Linked DNA regions of Mus musculus: region 1 is linked to region 2. A link is a contact called in public ChIA-PET data. All regions are on one chromosome and are shown on one strand. Each heading gives the region's core, a stretch centred on a gene start, on an enhancer-like site or on the middle of the called end of the contact. The rest is flanking DNA. Distances are from core to core; before and after follow the strand shown.

Region 1 (6,762 bases), core at 3,526-6,025, 190 kb before region 2:
GTGATCTGACACTCCAAGCCATCAGTGACAGAGGCCTCAGGGCTTCCCAGGGTCTCTCATGGTCATTCCCCTCTCCTTCCACGCCAAAATTAGACTCATGAGAACCCACTGCATAAGCCGAGCATGGTGGCGCACATCTATAATCAGAGGCAGGTGAATCTCCGTGAGTTTGAGGCCAGCCTAGTCTACACTGCAAGTTCCAGAATAGCCAGGGCTACATAGTGTGACCCTGTCTCAAGGGAAAGGAAGGAAGGAAGGAAGGAAGGAAGGAAGGAAGGAAGGAAGGAACCCCTGCCTAGTATTTCCTGATCACAGAGGTACCCTGAGGCAGGGAGGTGTCACACAAGGTATAGCTCTTGCCATGCAAGCATGAGTGCTTAAGTTTGGATCCCAGCAGACATACGAAAGTGAGACCCTTTACAGCGAGCATCTCTAACCCCAGCACTGGCTGGTGGAGACCAGGATTTCTGCAGCCCACTGGTTGGCCAGCCTAGCTGAATTGTTGAGCTTTAGGTCCAGTAAGAGGCTCTGTCTCAAACAAAACAAAACAAAACAAAACAAAACAACCCCTGACCTAACTCCTCCCAAAAAAGTCAGAAGCCACTGAAGTTAGCCAACATCTGTGCTCCTTGAAAATATGCACCAACACATGCACACATACTATACATATATGTACACATACTGTAACGCATGTACATATACTATACATGAACTAAGAAAAAATAAAGGATCATGTATTTAAAGAACTAAATAAGAAAACAGTTTTGCTTTGTTTTGAGACGGAATCTCACTATGTTGCTCAAGTTGGCTTTGACCTCCTGAATTCAAATAATCCTCCTGTCTCAACCCTTCGAGGAATGAAGATTACATGGCTTTCTGTGCCCAATTCCAGGTGGTTGGAGGACCATATAAACACTACCGGAGTTAGTCACCTGACATTCTATGCCAGACTTGGTGACAAGACCATGAGGACACGAACCTTCAGCACGTGAAGAAGAGGTAGAGGGACCATATGGCTACAGCCAGGAAGCCAGAGCCTGACAGAGCAAGGCAGGCACAGAGAGCCAGTCTCGGGCTCTCCTGGACACCTTCCTACTAGCACAGGGACCCCTTCACACTGGACCTGTCAATCACAGTGCTCTCTCTTAGCTCAGAGACACACAAGGTCTGGCTACGTGCAGTGTGGGGTAAGTAGCTCAGGCATATAGGAATAACAATAGCCTGGTTACAAGTAAATGTAGAAACCTATATCTGGGCTGGAGAGATGGCTCGGCAGTTGAGAGCACTGGCTGCTCCTGCAGAGCACTTGAGTTTGGTATCTAGCACCAACATGGACTGGCTCCCAACTGCCTGCAACCCCAGCCCCAGAACAAATGCCATTTTCTGGCCTCCATAGGGACCTACATGCACATGGCATGTATACAGCACACATGCACACACACACACCAATCCTGAGGTACTGGAGAGATGACTCAGTGGCTAAGGGTACATGCTGCTCTTACAGAGCACATCACACCAGCAGCTCACAACTGTCTGTAACTCCAGCTCTGGGGGATCCACCCCTCCAGGATCCACAGGTAACTATACTCATGTGCACACACAAACACTGAGAAACACACACACACAATTACAATAAAATTAAATCTTAAAAAAAAAAGCCAACAACCCTTGGGTGTTCTCTACTATCCCGAGATTCTATTGCCACTACTTAGCACAGATCACTGAGGTCAGAGTTTGTGCACTGGATGGAGAGGCCCTGATTATGGGGTTCAGGGTAACATAACCTTCTAAGACTTTCTTTCGGGTTTTTTTTTGTTTTTGTTTTTGTTTTTGTTTTGTTTTGTTTTGTTTTGTTTTGTTTTTTGGTTTGGTTTTTTCAAGGTTTCTCTGTGTAGCCCTGGCTGTCCTGGAATTCACTTTGTAGCCCAGGCTGGCCTCCAAGTTCCATCTGCATGCAATGCCACTGCCCGGCCCTTCTAAGGCTTTCTAAAGATTGCCACGGGGATGGGTGAAGACTAGGTCTGACACACCCTGACTTGACAAGCCACACCTGCCGCTGGGGTGCACTCACCTCTTCAGGAATTCCAGCAGTGGGGCTCTGCAGGGAGCACTTTCCCCCCAGCTGTCTTTGCACCCAGCTGGTGATGGGAGGACCTCACACACTCCCTGCCTGCCTGTCACACCTGAGGCTGCTGCTTCCAGGAGGCAGCTTAAAGGACAAGCTCGGTCAAACTCTGAGGCGGCAGTGAGGCCCCTGGCCCGCTTGCACCTACAGCTCTCCTGCGCAACCCTCTCTAAGCGCTCCTGCGCACCCCTCTCTAAGGGCTCCTGTGGGGATGAAGTGGCTCAGGAGGGTGTAGGCTCAGTGGCTCACACTGCTTCCGAACATCTGCGGGCCAAGCATCTTGAGCCACATACTGAGGCTGCGCGGTCTTCCAGGATGTTTAGAAGCCATCTTGAGAAGAGTGGGGTAACTAACATCCAGGAGACCATGGAAGCTGTCTTAACTCTGGAGAAGAACCCAGGCCCTCTCAGATCTTCATCCGCTGGGCTCTGCCTAAACCAACCCTCATCTCCTCTTAGAAAGCACTTCCTGGATGAGGTGAAAGCTCACCTGCTACCAGGGGGCGTGGGGGTGGGACCTCCTCCAGCAATCCCCTCTGAAGCTCCCTCCCTGCTTTGCTCTGCCCCAGTTGCCTCAGGACCTCTCAAGGCAGCCTGGAGCCCCTTCCAAGACCAAGTAAAATGAAGCTTTTTTGTTTGTGTTCTTTGTTTTTCAAGATAGGGTTTCTCTGTGTAGAGCCCTGGCTATCGTGGACTTGCTTTGTAGACTAGGCTGACCTGGAACTCAGAGAGATTTGCCTGCCTCTGCCTCCCAAGCGCTGGGTCTAAAGGCGTGTGTCATCACATCCCACAAAAATAAACTTTTCAAAACAGCAAACAAACAAGAACTCAGTATAGATGGGGCCCCTGTGGGGCAGAGAGGGAGGGGACAGAGTGGGGACCCGAAGGGAACATGAGGGCTCCTGGAGCCCTGGCGATGCTCTGAGTACCCCTGTGGGTGCTCAGAGGCTTGGGTGACAGGTGAATGCATCCACGTGTGGAAAAGAACTCAATAAAGCTCACATCTAAAGACGGAAACAAAAGGGCTGGCAAGATGGCTCAGCCTAGAGAGGCCCTTGATGTTGTGTGTAGGCCTGGGGAGCCGAGCTTGATCCCCACAACACTTGTAAAGGGTTAGAGAAAACCCTACTCCATTTGGCCTCTGTCTCTGTCTCTCTCACGCACTCACTAAAAACAATGAAAGAAGAACTTGAACCAGTGTCATGAGGCAACATGGAGCCTGCCACTGCTGTGGAGGCCCCCAGTTCCATCTCTGGTCTCCACCAGCCAGCCACATGGGGCAGAGTCAAGGAGGAACTGGAGGTGACCCTTCCTCTCAGAACAGGCCCCGTGAGAGGGAGCATCGGCCACATGGGCAGGGTGGGGTGGGGTGGGAAGTTGGGTGGGGTGATGGGAGTCGGGGTGGGGAGAGCAGCATCCACGGCACTGAGGATGTGAAGCCAGCACCCCGATTCTCCTTCCTCAGGACTCTGCTCAGAAACACTCCCCCCCACACACACACACTGCTCTATTCAAAACCCACTTCCTGCCCGGCATGGTGGTTGCATGCCTTTAGCCTCAGCATTTGGCTGAGGGTCCAGGGAAGTGGTCCTTTGAGTTCTGGGCCAGCCTTGTCTACACAGTGAGTTCCAGGATGGCCAAAGTATACAATGAGACCTTGTTTCAAAAAGATTTAACAAACAACAACAACAAAGCCCTGCTTCTTGCACCAGTGAGATGGCGGCGGATCAACAGGACTAGGTGCTGGATGCCAAACCTGAGGACCCGATCTCTGGCACACGGAGGGAGACATCCGACGATCAGGAGCTGTCCTCTGCTTGTTACACATGCACAAGCCCTGCCATCCACAGAGCAGGGCACAGCCAGGCCAGGCCAGGCTTTCTCCCTTGCTCTCAGAGCAGAGCTTGCTGTGCTTTGGAGGGCAAAGCTCAGGGCTGGAGCCCAGGGTGGCACTGCCTTTACTCGAGGGAGTGCATGCGTCTCCACGGAAAGAGCTACTGCCATCAAGCTGGGCACCTCCTGAGGGCCACAGCATCCCTTTCTACCTTGGCACCAGCAGACCCTGTAGCAAGGCAGACCTTGCCTGCACGGAGCTCTTCACCATTGTCTTCACAGAGACAATGGTGTCCCACTGTCTGGACTCAGGAGACATCAGGAACAAAATAACTTTACTTACAAAGCACCCAGCCATCTGGCCTCAGAATGTACCCGGCTGTGAGTATTCTGTCATCACAACGCAAAACAGACTATGCCAACACTTTGCAAAAACTAATATGTACTTTCCCACCCCTTTCAATTTAGCATCTGTTCCTCCCAACCATATACATAAATACATATGGGTTTTTTATTCACCCTAGGCCAGTTTTATTAGCATCTAAGAAAAAACAAGAGAGGCAGACAAGTCCAGGGAGCTTCCAGGAAAAAGGAGATGAAAAGGAAGAGAATGAGAGCTATTCTGTTTGTGGTGTAGTCTGACAAGCAGCCACATGGCAAACGGAGGGGTTTCAGGGAAGGACTGGAGAAGGCCACCCACCAGGCTTTCAAAAGCTGTGAGGGAGGCTTTTCTGAAGGTATAATGTCCACAGCAAACTGCACTGACACACACAGTTCTGATATGCTATGCGTGCCCACATCTGTGGTTAACAGTACAGCTGGGGTGGTGAGAAAGTGGAGGGGGCACTTCCTCCTCACCCACTCCCAGGTCAGGAGAGCGCCCTCATCTATTCCCAGGCAGCCAACACAAAGCACCTGGGCCCTGACCTCCAGGGCTGCAGAGAGACTTTGCTTACTTTGGGCTCAGTGTGAATGTAATCTTACGACCCCCGCTTACCCTGTAGCTGGCACATGGTTGCCTACACCGGTACGTGCTCCTCTTACGGCAGCATGAACAGCCGTAAGGCTAGTGCAGTTGCTTCCAGCTTTGACCTGTGGATACTCTTGTTCTGTCTTGTTGTTGTCTTATTTTGCCTGCCTCCCCAGTCCCTCAACTTGACTTCAGAGATGACCTGACACTGGGCACAACAGCAGAAGTGGGGTGCACTGCTCCCCAGTGGCCATGCCCGGCACAGTCCCACGAACTTCCAAGCATCCTGTGCCCAAACCATGGGATAGGAGGTCTCATTCTTCTACAAAGGAGGGGAGAACCTTCAGATTGTCTCTGGCCTCCAAACAGGAGAGTCTGCTGGAGGACAGAGAGGGAAACACTGGCAAGTGACACTGGAGAAGGTAATTCAGCTAAGGGACAGCTAAGTCCCAGGAGGACTCTATGGGACAGTATGCCTGGGGCTTAGGGAGGGTTTCTCTCTCAGGGGATGAGAGATAGGGGCACAGCGAGGCTTTAGGTTTAAAACGTTATCCCAGGAGCCCCGAGATAGAAGGGTATCTGTCACCATAACAATCTGAATTTGATTCTTGGAATCCACGTGGTGCAAAGAGATAATGAACTCTTGCAAGCTGTCCCCTGCCTCATACACACATACACATATATATACAAACGAACAGATGCATGCATAGACACAGATGCATACACACATACATATACCCAATACAAGCATACATACATACATACATTCATGTGTGTAAATACATGCACACACAAATAAATATTAAATGGTTTATTTTAATTATTGAGTTATTACTTATTTTAATAAAATATAATTACAAATTATATAAATTTTAATGTTTTATTTAAAAATGCTAAAAATTACAGCTGCTGAGATGAGGGGCTCAGAGATGGTCTTCCAGAGGCCCAGAGTTCAAATCCCAGCAACCACATGGTGGCTCACAACCATCTGTTATGGGATCGGTTGCCTTTTTCTGGTGTGGCTGAAGACAGCTAGGATATATATATATATATATATATATAAAATACATAAATCTCTTTTTTGGTTTTTTTCAAGACAGGGTTTCTCTGTGTAGTCCTGGCTGTCCTGGAACTCACTCTGTAGACCAGGCTGGCCTCAAACTCAGAAATCTGCCTGCCTCTATCTCCCAAGTGCTGGGATCAAAGGTGTGTGCCACCACTGCCTGGCAAATATATAAATCTTAAAAAAAAAAAAAAGCTGAGGTGAGGTGAGGGAGTGAGACAAGGAGCTGAACTCACAGAGCCTCACCCATCAAGCTGGAAAACCTGGGCACTGCAGCAGGTAGCTGGCAGACAGATGCTATGGAAAGGGTCTCCAAACAGGAACTGCATGGCCAAAACCTCAAGTGAGCAGTGGGGTGAAGTAGATAAAGTGAACAGAAAAGCCAAGCCTGCCAGCTCAGCGCTCCAGGTTTCCCTAAGCCAGTCTCCAGGATGGCAGGGAGGAATGAGACCCAGGAGACAGTTATGGGGTTGCAGGTGGGCCTTAGCGGAGCCATGTAACTGTAACTGCCTGGACATGCGAGAGTGACAAAGTGGATCTGAAGTCTCAGCATTTCTGAGCTCAGGGACAGGCACCGTGGCCGAGTCTGTTGCAGCATGCCTAGGCTGGAGAAGGTTCAGACAGGAGACCAACTATCACGCACAGCTTTCGGAACAGCGTTGAACAGAAGGAGCACTCACAGAGCGGGGGGTGGGGTGGGGTGTGTGTGTGTGTGTGTGTGTGTGTGTGTAAGCTCACCACACAGCATGAGGATCAGAGTTCGGATGCCCAG
Region 2 (7,660 bases), core at 4,129-6,628:
GTGTGTGTGTGTGTGTGTGTGTGTGTGTGTATGTGGGTCCTTAAGTATCTTCCTTGTATTTCACAGGCAGGGTTTGGTACCATTCGGCACCTGCAAGCCGCCATCACTGCCCCTCCCACCCCCACGTCAACCTGTGCAACCTCTTCAGAAAGCAGTTTGTTTAAACACACCGAGTATTCACACCCCCATGCCCTTTGACCCAGTGAGTCCCTTTCTAGGAAGTTCCCTGGGGCGAGCCTTCTGAAATGCAAGGCAGCACTTAAGGCCTACAGCCCTTCCCTGGGGTTATTTAGAGAAGCTAAATAAATAAATAATGAGCCTGCAAGTCTGAAGCAGGAAGGGGTGTAAATCCCGCTGGCTGACGCTTTCTCCTATCTCGCTAGGGTCACTGTGTGGGCCTTCACCTTAGTTTTCCTATGTATCGTAATGTCAAAGGTCCATGCTCACTCTGCAATAGCAATTGGATTTAATGTCCCGTGCCAGGCAGACACATAGGCAGGGAAAAGCAAATGAACTTTATTAATGTTATCGCCAGGTATCGCACACGTGGGATCGCTGTAATTCCGGAGGCAGGAGCAGGAGGATGACAGGTTGGAGGGTCTCTTGATCTTTAGAGCAAATTCCAGGGCAGTCAGAGCTATGGAGTGAGACCTTGTCTCAAAAGTACCCCAAAAAAGGGCAAAAAGGGGCTGGCAAGATGGCTCAGCGGGTAAGGCAGGTAAGGCTTTTTGCCACCAAGCCCGAGTTCGATCCAACGAACAAACACCCCCGGGTATGTGCATGAAGGACTGCAGGTATGGCTGCTGGTTAGCATGCATGAAGTCCAGATGGCAGACCCCTTGCCAAGTGAACCCAGTATTGGTGGTGAATACGGATCCCAGCATTTAAGGTGTGGGCCAGAGGGTCGGAAGTCCCAAGCTAGTCTAATTACTGGGACTGTGTCTCAAAGAACCCCCAGCGAGTTTTGTTTACTGCAGGGGTTTAACCTCAGCCTTTTGAATACCAGGCACGCTCCCTGCCACGGAGCTACTGGCCCGGTCCTGAAGTGATTATTCACCAAACACTGGTTTGGGGTGTTAATATCACCTTTTTTCTTTTTCTTGTTCTTCTTCTTTTTTTAACTTTTCCGACTTGCACTGCGGCGCGCTGTATCGTCGGCCTTGCACTGTTTTTAATGATAATCTGTTTAAAGTCTAATATTGAAAAGGGAAAGGAAAGAGAAAGGAAACGTGAATTCCCAGAAGCAAAGGCCCAGGCTGATAGGGGGAACTGATCCACCCGCCCGTTCCAGGGAAACGCTGCAGCCACGTGGATCGAAGAGGCCGGCCATCTGCCTGGGCCCGCGCCTGGGTCCACCTCTTCCCTGCAGGGCCCGTAGGGGGCGGGGCTGGCCATGCTGACAGATGTGGCGGGAAAGGGTGATCGACCCTCCTCCATTTCCTTCCGCCCAGGCTCCTGGTGGAGGGGGGAGGTGTCTCCTCCCCAGGGACCCTTGCTGCCCTGGGGTGTGCCCATCTGTCTCCTTGGCCTCCATCCGCTCCTCGCTGGAGGCGACTGCTGTTTGCCTGGTGCAAAACCCTGGCTTTCCTGGGACTGTTAGCCTCCTGTGGTTCTCACCCGGGTCCGCCAGAATCACAGCAGCACCAGGGCCACCCAGGAACTGGATGGAAACACAAACGCACACACTCCACCCCAGATGCAGCCAACCTGCAGCTTGGGAGGTGAGGCTGCTCAGATGAAATCTAACAAGCCAGACAGCATCCCTCCCCCCACCCCGCCCCGCCCCCGTTTTAACTTAAAGAAAAAAGCTAAGATTATTTATGTGATTGTGTGTGTGTGTGTGTGTGTGTGTGCATGTGAACGACACACATGCCGGAGCTAATGGAGGTCAGAAGGTGTCAGATCCCTTGGGATTGGAGTTACAAGCTATTGTTAGTCACCACGTGGATACTGGGACCCAAACCAGAGTAGAAGTGCTTTTAAGTATAGACCAGCCTCTCCCTGAGCCTCTTTTTTGACTCTGGTTCTCATATAGCGCTGGCAGGTTTAGGAACTGATTGATGACTCTTAAGTCTGTCTCCAACTTCTGAGGGATACAGGACCATTCAAGAGTACCTACCCCACAATTGAATACCACAACCTCACTTTAGGGATTATCATGACCCTCTTTCATTAATAATAATAATAATAACAATCACAACAACAACAATACACAGACAGTAATTAAAAATACACACAAACAAGCAGAGCCAGCAATAGGATTCTGAGGCCATGCTCCTTAACCTCTGTGCCCAGAGCTGCCCAAAACTTAAGAGGTCCTGTTGGGTCCCCTCAGGTCTGGCTTTAGACTAACATGGCTTAATCGGCGTTTGGGATGGGAGGCACCAGACCCCTGGTTGTTTGATAGGAAAACCAGAATGGCCTGCCCTACCCCATCCTCCCACCTCCGTCCAGGAGCCCCCAAGCAGCCCAGATACCCTGTGGGCTCTGTGCCAGCTCAGTCCTCTCTATTCCTGACAGCAAGGGAGACTTTAAGGCTGGACCAGCCTGCAGCAGAGGCACACAGCACCACCTGCTGGCCAGAAAGTAGCACTGCTGGTGTCAAGGAACAACCGAAAGGACCCGGGAGACACCATACTCAGGAGGACTATGGCAGGTGCTCATGTCCACACGTGGCTGTCTGAGCCTGTGGGCAGGTGGCACTCTCAGTGCCAAGGCCTTGGAGACAGAACTACACTCTTCCCCTTATCTATGTATTTCCTCATCAGTATGGCGCTATGCCAGGCCCACACTGGGTGCCACCCGTGAGACTTCAGGCAAAATGATAGGTGATCTCAGGTTGGCATGAAATGGATTCTGGATGTAGCCAATCTCTCATTTGGGCTGACGCTAGAAATCTGTCTAGAAAAGATTTTTTTTTGTTTGTTTTGTTGTTGATTTTGATACATAGTCTCATGTGGCACAAACTACTAGGCTGGTGGCCAACTCTCCCTGTAGCTAAGGATGGCCTTGAACTGGTCTGCTTCCACGAAGGGCTGAGAGGGTTTGAAGTGTGCAGTCACCAAATTTGGTGGTGGTGGTGGTGGTGGTGGTGGTGATGGTGGTGTGTGTATGTGTGTGTGTGCTTGTGTGCCATGCGCTACCAGACTTGTTTGCTAGGGGAGTGGTTCTTCCACCATGCAAACTCCACACATCAAACTCAGCTGCCTAAGCTATTTATTTATTTATCACATAGGGACTTACCAGATAGCCAACGCCCCCCCCCCTCCACACACACCACTTCTCCTTCCAAGAGCTGGGAAGACAGTCACCATGAAGGGATCTTGCTATCTGCAGATTCTGGGTCACAGGATTCCTTTATCCTAGTTGGAAGCGAAGGACTCAGGATCCCTTTGAGGGCTTGGCATTAGTTAGATATGATTGTTCACAGAAACACACACACACACACACACACACACAGAGCTGTAGCAGCTGTCCTTGCATGAGTCTAAGGTAGGCAACCCTTGATTCCCAGAGAGAGGTCTGTGTCCGCTCTAGAATGCAGGGCAAATAGTAGCATGTGGCCTCCCAGGTACCCTAGGCTATGACCACTCTGGGGTGTATGAGATTCCAAAACCCAGCTTTTTTGGGGGGAGGGGTGTTTCGAGACAGGGTTTCTCTGTATCGCCCTGGCTGTCCTGGAACTCACTCTGTAGACCAGGCTGGCCTCGAACTCAGAAATCTGCCTGCCTCTGCCTCCCAAGTGCTGGGATTAAAGGCATGCGCCACCACACCCAGCCAAAACCCAGCTTCTTGTCCCCACTAGGAACCCCAGTCCCGATATGACCGATATGACAGGGGTTTCATAGGAACAGAGCCCCGCACCAGTAGGAAATTAGAAGCTGATAGGATCCCAGCTGGATAGGAGTGCTGAGCAGCAGAGGCATATACTGAAGCCACCTACAGAGGTGAAGATGGTGACCGGTCCGCAGCGGTCCCCTAGCCTACCCCCACCCCTGCCTGCGGTTTTCCTCAGCACGGAAGTGGTGGTGGATTCCCAGAAGCCCCACTCGAACTTTCCTGTCAGGGGAGTCCAAGTTCCTCCTTCTGGGGAAGGAGAAGTGGCAGTTTCTCCTGTGGGCTTTCAGTTTCATTCTAAGAAACCCGAGTGTTGAAGGAAGAGAAATTGTACTCCAGGGGTTTTCCCAGCTAGGCTCTAACTGAAGTGCACTTGCTGGGGCCTCTGGGTGGGCCTGGCACAAGAGGAAGTGAGCTGTGTTCTCTGGGGCCATTCCAGATCCTCCAGGTCTGCTCCCGGTCCCACCAACACACTCAGGGGCTACTATAGGAGCTCATATCCTGGACCCTCAAAGTTAAGCTGCAGTCTCTTTCTCCAGACTTTGCTGACAAAAAGCAAAATCTAATCAGAGCAGAGACAGAGAAATCCCTGTAGCTTCTGGTCCTGACCTAGAACCACTTATGACTAAAGAATATACACCGTTCCTACCATCTCTCTCTCTCTCTCTCTCTCTCTCTCTCTCTCTCTCTCTGTGTGTGTGTGTGTGTGTGTGAGAGAGAGAGAGAGAGAGTGAGAGAGAGAGAGAGGTCTCAGGAAGCCTACATTAGCCTCAAGGGGAACCTCTGAAGCCCTAAACCTCCTCTGGCCTTCACCTTTTTAAATGCGGGACCACAGGCAAGTACCACCACTCTCAGTGCTGAGGGTCCAACCCAGGGCTTCCTGCATGTAGGAGTCACTGTCACCAGCTGAGGTACGTTCCTTCCTTACCTAGAGTCACAGGATTTTTTTTTTTCTTTTGAGACAGGGTTTCTCTGTTTAGCCCTGGCTGTCCTGGAACTAGACCAGGCTGGCTTTGAACTCAGAAATTTGCCTGCCTCTGCCTCCCAAGTACTGGGATTAAAGATGTGCCCTGCCACTGCCCAGTGAGTCACAGGATCTTAAGAGAGCTCACCTGGGCAACAAACAGCAACTTAGAATGGCCACCATTGACTGCAGGTGGCAACCATGTCCCAAGCGCTTCAGACTCACTTCCTCTTATAATCCCCACAAAGTGTCCGTGAAGAAAGAGACAGAGTCGTCATTTCTAAAGCTGGGAGCCTGTCTTGGGAGGAGACTCTTCCCTCAACAGGTTCTGCTTAGAAAGTCTGCTCTCTCTCTCTCTCTATTCTCCCACACTTGCAGCCAGATGTGCAGAAGGAGCCAGCATTCCAGCTGTGGACACCTTCCAAGTCCTAAAGCCTACCCGCCCTAAGGCACTTAGGCTTGTCACCTTTTCTATTTCCAGCTCACGACATTATTTGGGGGTTTCTACTATGCCAACACATGTTTTGATGACAGCTGGGGATTCCCCCAACCGTGATGCTGTTTCCCTTCAAAAAAAAAACATTTGCCTGAAGGTCACCGGCTGAATGACTCAGGCTGTTGTGGTAGAGCATGCACAGCTGTGGCGGTGGTGGGGTTAAATCGGAATTTCAGATAAACAGCTTTGGGGAAATGTCATAATATACCATTATTATTCTTTTTTCTTTGGAGTGTTTATAGTTCACTAATGTCCTGTTTTTGTTTTTAAAAGTAGGCGATCCTTTGCTCTCGCACCTGGGGCACCAGGAACCCCACCCCCTTTAGCCCCATCCTCGGTCTCCCACAAGGCTCTGCGTGGAGGAGACTCATGCTCATGGACCTTTGAGTACGGCCAAGAGCTTAAGTTCTACAACTTTCCAATGTCAGGCCTGGCTTAGGAGCTCAAAAGGCATCTACAAGCTCAGCTCTACAATGGGACTCTGAGGTGGACAGTCATACCCCAGATCTGTGGGGTTTTTTCTGGCCTAGTGGCAAGCCAGCCGGAAGCCACACCCCCACCTACCCTGTACCCACAGTGTTGGGTGTTGACACAGACTCCTGCGTACTTTGATGGGGTTTCCCTCCAGCATATACTGGGATTTCCTTGGAAGAGTCTTAAAGGGTACACAACTGAATCTCTGGTCACAATGCCCCAGGCCACTGACAGGTCTGCAGCCACAGCAGGGGAGGGGTTAGTCTTGGTTCCACAATAGAATAGTATCTGATAGGCGGTTAGCACTCTGATTGGCGGTGTGAACCTGGGATAGTGGAGCCTAAAAAACCAAGGGGACTAAAGGCTCATCCAACAGCCAGTTTTAGAGCAGCAGACAAGCTAAACTCTGAGTCACGTGAGTAAAGTGTCCAATCACATGGTGGGCGGTGCAGTCGCAAGCGTAGGGTAAAGTGCTGCTTGTCCACACGTGGCAAAAGTGCTTTTCCATGGAGGCATATAAACACATAATAGCCAGCTGTAATAAATAATCTGAAGTAAACGCGCTCCTATCTGCTACATCTGTGAGGGGCACAAAAGTACCTTTTCAAGGACAACTCCCTGTGTTTGAAGAAATCAAGTGTTCTCACTAGCACTCAGAACTCACCTCTCAGGATCCCGTTCTCGCACCATGTTCCAATAGTAAGAATGGAGTTATTAAGTATCCATCTAATGTTAACTGCACAATCATAGCGTGGCTGTGTAAATTATACACGTTGTGGTTGTATTTAAATATAGGGTCTACCAAAGCATTTGGACACTCGCTCAGGCCCTTTAACATCCCTGGCAGCTACCCAGGGGTTATGGGGACCAACCACTCCTAGGACCAAGAGTATGATAGGGGTGTGGGGGTGAGGGTGACCCTCAGCTGCAGGAAACCCTCGACTGAGAGGCATACTAGACCAAAGAACAGGAAAGGGTCTCTGGGAGAGTCACACAGACCAAAGCAGAGCCTGTACAGTGACCTGAGACGGGACTGGGGAATCCGGCAGGGCTTCAGGGACACGTCCAGTCCCATTCAGGAGATGGAGTTGGGGGATACATAAGCGCTTCCTTCTGGGTGCTCCTAGCTGGTTAGGGTAATGAGCAGGCGCCTTAGAATTCTGCCTGCTGAATCAGCCACTAACCGGAAACCTTTGAAGGAACCTCTCAGGGACCTGGGGGACCTAAGTAAGGCCCTGTCTTAGTTAGGGTTTCACTGCTGTGAACAGGCACCATGACCAAGGCAACTCTTATAAGGACAACATTTAATAATTGGGGCTGGCTTACAAGTTCAGAGGTTCAGTCCATTATCATCAAGGCAGGAACATGGCAGCATCCAGGCAGGCATGGTGCAGGAGGAGCTGAGAGTTCTACATCTTCATCTGAAGGCTGCTAAGTGGAAGACTGACTTCCAGGCAGCTATGGTGAGGGTCTTAAAGCCCACTCCCACAGTGACACACCTACTCCAACAAGACCACACCCACTCCAACAAGGCCACACCTTCTAATAGTGCCACTCCCTGGACCAAGCATGTAGAAGCCACTACAGCACCTACAATCACCACTGTCATGTATCTTAGTGACCAACAGAAGACCACACTCTTTGCCTTGCTTGGGAAAATGCAATTCAGTCGTACTCGAGGTATAAATGAAAGATCCTTTAAGAAATCTGGTGTCTCCAGGACAGCCAGGGCTACACAGAGAAACCCTGTCTCGAAAAACCAAAAAGAAAAAAAAAAAAAAAAGAAAGAAATCTAGTGTCCATCTTTTTTTGTTTAGGGGCAAGCTCTCTCCTCCACACTAGTCTGAGCTGTAGTGGGCAGCTCCTGAGGACGCAGAACAACTTGCAGA

The links. ChIA-PET counts read pairs in DNA pulled down with a chosen protein or histone mark.
Region 1: an RNA polymerase II ChIA-PET map of memory CD8 T cells shows a contact between it and region 2, with 49 read pairs. The contact joins two enhancer-like sites. A contact is called at or near these places in 8 of 39 promoter capture datasets (the 3T3-L1 cell line, 3T3-L1-derived adipocytes, the HPC-7 cell line and 5 more) and 3 of 115 datasets of contacts at active chromatin or transcription factors (double positive thymocytes, effector CD8 T cells and memory CD8 T cells).

The regions. Positions count from the first base shown.
Region 1 is chr17:29,582,509-29,589,270 of GRCm38.p6, reverse strand. The region is part of intron 8 of Tbc1d22b (TBC1 domain family, member 22B); the gene reads right to left. Tbc1d22bos (TBC1 domain family, member 22B, opposite strand) reads left to right here. Exons shown (of 4, transcript NR_045447.1): 3 at 893-1,187. Among named protein-coding and RNA genes, the nearest start is that of Mir7667, 9.6 kb to the left of the region's middle. Within about 2 kb of position 4,775, at least 32 of the 459 cell types and tissues checked have an H3K27ac peak or open chromatin away from gene starts, as enhancers often do. A contact at or near this core is called in double positive thymocytes, effector CD8 T cells and memory CD8 T cells, where this site is marked.
Region 2 is chr17:29,391,994-29,399,653 of GRCm38.p6, reverse strand. No RefSeq gene overlaps it. Among named protein-coding and RNA genes, the nearest start is that of Fgd2, 35 kb to the right of the region's middle. Within about 2 kb of position 5,378, at least 158 of the 459 cell types and tissues checked have an H3K27ac peak or open chromatin away from gene starts, as enhancers often do. A contact at or near this core is called in double positive thymocytes, effector CD8 T cells and memory CD8 T cells, where this site is marked.